Linked DNA regions of Oryctolagus cuniculus: region 2 is linked to region 1. The links are chromatin contacts, called in public Hi-C maps. All regions are on one chromosome and are shown on one strand. Each heading gives the region's core, a stretch centred on a gene start, on an enhancer-like site or on the middle of the called end of the contact. The rest is flanking DNA. Distances are from core to core; before and after follow the strand shown. Region 1 overlaps SPTB (spectrin beta, erythrocytic). Region 2 has its middle 25 kb from the start of PLEKHG3.

Evidence for each region. A called contact is a pair of places that touch in the nucleus more often than the background predicts.
Region 2: a contact with region 1 is called in a Hi-C map of liver, with 6 times the contacts expected there. The contact joins two enhancer-like sites. A contact is called at or near these places in 5 of 6 Hi-C or Micro-C datasets (ear pinna, liver, psoas muscle and 2 more).

What each region holds. Positions count from the first base shown.
Region 1 is chr20:5,697,605-5,700,681 of mOryCun1.1, forward strand. SPTB (spectrin beta, erythrocytic) reads left to right here. Exons shown (of 36, transcript XM_051838742.2): 30 at 1-179; 31 at 476-519; 32 at 939-1,017. Among named protein-coding and RNA genes, the nearest start is that of PLEKHG3, 64 kb to the right of the region's middle. Within about 2 kb of position 1,402, at least 1 of the 8 cell types and tissues checked has an H3K27ac peak or open chromatin away from gene starts, as enhancers often do.
Region 2 is chr20:5,787,415-5,790,465 of mOryCun1.1, forward strand. No RefSeq gene overlaps it. Among named protein-coding and RNA genes, the nearest start is that of PLEKHG3, 25 kb to the left of the region's middle. Within about 2 kb of position 1,312, at least 2 of the 8 cell types and tissues checked have an H3K27ac peak or open chromatin away from gene starts, as enhancers often do.

The DNA of each region.
Region 1 (3,077 bases), core at 152-2,651:
TCTCGAGGGATGCCTCTGTGGCCGAGGCGTGGCTCATCGCCCAGGAGCCCTACCTGGCCAGCCGGGACTTCGGCCACACGGTGGACAGCGTGGAGAAGCTCATCAGGAGGCATGAGGCCTTTGAGAAATCCACACGCAGCTGGGCCGAGCGCTTTGCCGCCCTGGAGAAACCCACCTTGGTGAGCTGGGACCGGTGCTGGGAGGCTGGGCAGCCACACTGGGGAGATGGGGTGGGTGGGGGGCTTCAGGACCACCAGACCAGGGGCCAGGTGTTTGGGTGGCTGGGCAGGTGGGGAGAATGGGAAGGAAATAAGGGGTAGAAAATGCTGACCGTGAACGTAGAGGACTAAAAGGATGGCCCCGGGAGAGCGGACCCCAGGGTGCACCAGCCTTCCAGACAATGCCCCAGGGGGGCCCTCGGAAAACACGGCTCCCCTATGTGGCAGCTCTGACCCCCAGTCTCCTCTTCCCCCAGCTTGAGCTTAAAGAACGCCAGGACAAACCCGTAGAGGAGCCCGGGTGAGTGCTGGCCATGTGCCCCGCGGGCCAGGCCAGGGGGATGGGTGGGGAGGAGAAGGGGCCCAGATTTCACACTTGGGCCACCTGTCAGAGAAATCCAGAGGGGCCTGAGCTTGGAATCGGAGGGGCTTCTGTTCCCCTGAGTCGTACTGAGCGGAAGACCTGGCTCGGGGAAGGAGGGGTGGAGGCCCCTCCCACCAGGTACCAGCGCCTGTGCCCCGCTTTGCACAGAAACCTGTCCCTCGCTGAGGCACCTGTCTTCCCTCTGCCCGTTAGCCTGCGGGCGGCTCCTGGATCTGCTCTGTCCAGGCTCCCCTGGCTGTCTGGACAGGGAGACCCTGGGCGCACGCTCCCGGGTGGGTGCCAGCGGGAACCTTGGAGAGACGCTGCTGGTTAAAGAGAGCCTGTGTCTTCCTTAGGCCTCAAGAGGAGGAAGGTGAGACGGCGGGGGAGGCGCCCCGCGTGCCCCACCGTGCAGCCACCGAGAGAACGTCCCCGGTCAGTTTCCTGTCCCTAATGTCTAGTTCCTGGGAGTCGCTGCTGCCAGAGCCCGCGCACCCCTACTAGGCCCAGCCAGGGCTGGAGGGAGGAGGCTGGCCGGAGCTGGCGCCACCCGGGGCCTTGCTCGGAGCAGTTCACCTCTCTACTTAGGTTTTCTAGAATGCTGCCCCTCCTCCCTGCCACCCCGAAGCCACTGTCCCTCCAGGCCACTGACGACCCGGGTTAGTTTGGTTTTATCTAGTCGAATAAATTTTCTTGTATAAACACATCACCTTCTACACACCAGGGGGCGCACTTTATCCCTGTTTGCCTTCTAACCCCATCCTCAACACAGCACGCCCTGCACGCGCACATGCACGCCCACGCTCCGGCCTGTCCTGCCCACCCACCGGCCCCACGATGGAGTGGGGACTCCTCCTCCTGCACAGAGCACTGCCCACTTCCCAGGGCCAGACCTGCCTGTGGAGCAGGTTCCAAGGCAAGAACAGACCTTAGGGGTGAGGGAGCGGCCAGAGCTCCAAGGGCTTCCAGCTGCCCAGCCTCCCACCTTATAGAAAAGGAAGGTCTGGGGTCAGCTGGCAGGGCCTGGGGCCCATGCCTGGCTGGCACAGGTCCCATAGGACCCCTGTCAAGGCTGAGGCCCGTAGCCCTGGGGGCTGCACCCAGGTTCAGGCAGGAATTCAGCATGTGGCTGGCACGGCTCTCCCCTGCATGCCTCCCACCCCTGTGAAGCCCTGGGGAGCTCACCTGAGCCTCAGCCACCCCACAACAACGCACACAGGGCAAGCCCACCCTGTGCGGAAGCCCCCTGGGCCCAGGTGCTAGCTTGCCTGCCCCTCCACCCCACGGGTGCCCTCACACAGCTGCCTAACCAAGGTGCAGCAGCCCACCAGGCCCAGAAGAGGGCGCTGCTGGGCTGCTGCTAAAAGCTCTCTCCCCAAAGCATGTTCCGAAGCTCCCAGGGCCGCCTGTGGCTGAGTCCCTGGCTATGGTGGACTGCGTCTCGCCCCCCTTTTTCCCAGCAGCAGCCCCCGCACGGAGGACCCGGGGGCTTACAAGGACCGCGGACACGGCTGGGGCTGCCCCCTGCCTGCCTCCCTTCCCCACCTGTGCTTCTGCCAGTGCATCCTTGCGCGTCTGCATGCCGCGGTGGCCTGGGTGTGCGGGCTCCTGTGGGACCACCTGAGCCACTCCATCCGTCCTGTGTGTCGTGTCCGTCTCACCAGCCGCGTGTGCCACAGCTGCCCCTGCCCAGCACCTGGATGTCACCAGGGCAGGGCAGAGGGGCCTGGGGGGAGGTGTGGAATAAAACCTAATTGGACCTGAGTCTCTCTCTGGGGTAAGGGGGGAGCCCGCCATTGGAGGCCCCTCCCAGAAAGCCAGCCACTCCACCGATGGGAAAGCTGTCCTGTGTGGGGGACCAGAAAGAAACCACATGGCAAAGCTCAGGAGCACCCAGCCCAAGGCCTCCTGGAGAGATTCCTGCTGCTGCTCCTTCCATGAAACTGAGAGCAATGCAATCAGTACCCAATCAACCTTGGATCCAAGAAAGAGAAGAAGGAGCCCAACTCCACTGCAGAAGGCGCTGCCCGCCCCCCCCCCCAACAAAGCCAGCGGCTGGCTCCCCTGCCCCGTCACCGCTCCTCTCCCGGAGTCGGACAGCTGTGTGCTGGGTCTCCTGTGGTCCTGTGTGTGTGGTCTGGTGTTGGGCTCTGTAGCATAGATCCATATGGTGTCGCTTCTGGTGAAACCCCTGTACTAACGCATGCTGGCTCCCTGCTGGCGGCCCCCTGCAGGCCCCACCCCTGGTCCTCCCTTCCCCTGTGTGCGTGTGTGCGCGCGCACCTGTGTGCACACAGTGCCAGAGCTGTCATGGCCTCCCGTCCGACCTGCCTACACAAAAGCCGAGACTTGCATGCAGGTGAGTGCCTTAGCAGGTGAGGGCGAGCAGGAAATTGTAGGCGTCTGCTGAGAGAGGTTCAGCACGTCTGACTTCTGCTCCTTGTGTGGCTGCAAGCTTCCTGCATTTTCAACAAACCACCTAATCCCTCAATCTT
Region 2 (3,051 bases), core at 62-2,561, 90 kb after region 1:
GAACTTGGACCATCTTCCACTGCTTTCCCAGGCCATAACAGAGAACTGGACTGGAAGTGGAGCAGCTGGGATTTGAACTGGCGCTCATGTGGGATGCTGGCACTGCAGGCAGCAGCATTACCTGCTATGCCACAGTGCTGCCCCCTCATGGGCCATTAATAGAGATCTGGATCACAAAGTGGAGCAGCCGGAACTGGAAGCTGCTAAGCCACACCACCAGCCCCTCCCACAAATTTTGGACCTACCCTTGTACTCATGACTTGGAGGTGGAGTGTTGTCTCCTGCTTGCCCAATTCGGCTCTTGCTAAAGACTGTAAACATGTTTCAGCACTACAGCAGTGACAAGAGGCTTGTTCTGCCTTTGTCTGATGGAAACCTGACCTGCACTGGAGGAGATGAGAGCCGCTGTCTGATGAACCCACAGTCACTGGCGGTGCAGGGTTCTCGTGTGCCTCGTAGGAAATGCCTGATGAAAAATATGTGTAGAGATTACAAACTCTGCACCAAAATAACATTTAAATAATTTATTTATTTGAAAGATTGGCAGAGGGAGAGATGGATAGAGACCTTCCGTGCTCTGAATGATACTCCAAGTGGCCGACACAGCCAGGGCTGAGCCAGGAGCCAGGAGCCAGGAGCCAGGAGCCTCACCCGGTTCTCCCCACATGAGTGCAGGGCCCCACGCACTTGGGCCATCTTCCAGTGCTTTCCCAGGCCACAGCAGGAAGCTGGATAAAGCAGAGCAGCCAGGATTCAAACTGCTATTCCAGGATGGGATGCCAGTGTTGCAAGTGGCAGCTTAACGCACTGTGCCACAATGCCAGCCCTCAAAGCAAACATAATTTTCATGACTGTTTTGAAGTACCTTCGTATTATTCTAAATGAGCTCACAAAAGCAAAAATGCTTAGCACAGAGTCTGGTAACTAGGCTTATTAAATGTTAGCCCTGTCTTCTTTTTTTATTTTAATTTTTATGTATGTATTTGAGAGGTAGATACGTGCAGAATGATAGTGGTGGATGTGTACAGAGAGAGGGCTCTCATTGACTGATCCACTCCCCACATGCCCACAATAGCTAGGCTGGGCCAGGCCAAAGCTGGGAGCAGGAACTCAGCCTGGGTCTCCCACGTGGGAAACAGGGACCCAAAGGACCGAGGCATCACGAGCGCCTCCCAGGGTCTGCTGGAGCCAGGTCCTGAACCCAGCGACGCTGATGTGTCTGTGGGCTGCTTACCCTGTGCCTTAAAGCCCAGGCTTCTCTGTTCCTGATGTCTGTCCCAGAAGCCACCAGCAACGGAGCAGCCTCTTTCTCTACAGCCATGCCTTGCGCAGCAGAGGAGGGGGCTTGGGGGATCCTCCCAGAATCGCTCCAGGCAAGGACGCGGGTCAGCGCCAGCCCGGGTGTTTCGGGTGGGGCCTCCACTCTGCCTGCCTGTGAATTCACAGCCTGTGTTTCCGCCTGCGCCTCGCCTCGGCTCAGCCCAGCTCTACCCCATGGCCAGGAGTCTGGAAGGGCCGACGCTCTCGCCCCATCAGCAACCACAGGAGCGTCCAGAGGCTTGAGGCCCTGCAGGCACCGGGAGGGAGTGTGGCTCCTGGGTGCGTGCCCAGCTCTGGCCTAGGCTGGGCCCCGCAGCCGCCACTTCTCCCTCCCCCACAGACACGCGGGGCTTTATAGTCCGATTATGCCATGGAAACTATGCACTCCCTGCCCTGTTCACATGGCCTCTTCTCTCTCTCTGCCAAGCCCTCCGCTCCTAGCCGGCTGTGCGCGCGTGTGAAAGAGGGCCCCGTAAAAATCCCAGGCGGACTTCTTCGTGGGCGTCCTGGACTTGCTGCCCCGCCCCCAGCCCCCAGCCCCCAGCTGGCCGCCGCCCTCTCCTCAGAGAGCCCGGCTGCAGGCCCTGACAATGAGCTTCAGGGCCCTCTCAGTTCCACCCTTCGCCCCGGGGGCCCACGCTGCCCCCCACAGAGCCTGCAGGTGTCTTCCAGAGCCCTCCACCTGCTGTCTAGGGAGGTAGCAACTGCCACAGCTGGCAATTTCAGTCCTGAAGCTACTTCTCGCCGGGTTAGGAAAGTAAAGACTCCAGGACAAGTGTTGTGGCTGCAGCTTGCCACGCCAGCATCCCAGGTCAGAACGTTAGTTCGAGTCCCGGCTGCTCCACTTCTGATCCAGCTCACTGCTAACGCACTTGGGAAAGCAGCAGAGAATGGCCCAAGTGCTCAAGCCCTTGCTCCCACGTAGGAGAACCAGATGGAAATCCTGGCTCCTGGCTTCAGTATGACCCCCTCCTGGCCATCGCGGCCATTCGGGAAGTGAACCAGCAGATGGAAGATCCTTCTCTCTCTCTGTAACTCTGCCTTTTAAATAAATCTTTTTGCCGGCGCCGCGGCTCAACAGGCTAATCCTCTGCCTAGCGGTGCTGGCACACCGGGTTCTAGTCCTGGTCAGGGTGCTGGATTCTGTCCCGGTTGCCCCTCTTCCAGGCCAGCTCTCTGCTGTGGCTAGGGAGTGCAGTGGAGGATGGCCCAGGTGCTTGGGCCCTGCACCCCATGGGAGACCAGGAGAGGCACCTGGCTCCTGCCATGGGATCAGCACGGTGCACAGGCCGCGGCGGCCATTGGAGGGTGAACCAACGGCAATGGAAGACCTTTCTCACTGTCTCTCTCTCTCACTATCCACTCTGCCTGTCAAAAATAAATAAATAAATAAAAATTAAAAAAAATATATTTTTTAAAATTCTCATATCATACCATTCACCCATTTCAAATACAGAAGCCTGTGGGTGTTTTTTTTTTTTTAAGATTTATTTTATTTATTTGAAAGAGAGTTACACAGAGAAGGAGAGGCAGAGAGAGAGAGAGAGAGAGAGAGAGTGTCTTCCATCTGCTGCTCACTCCCCAAGTGGCTGCAATGGCCAGAGCTGGTCCATTCTGAAGCTAGGAGCCAGGAGCCTCCTCCAGGTCTCCCACATGGGTTGCAGGGGCCATCCTCCGCTGCTTTTCCAGGCATATTAGCAGGGAGCTGGATCAGAAGAGGAGCAGGCAGGA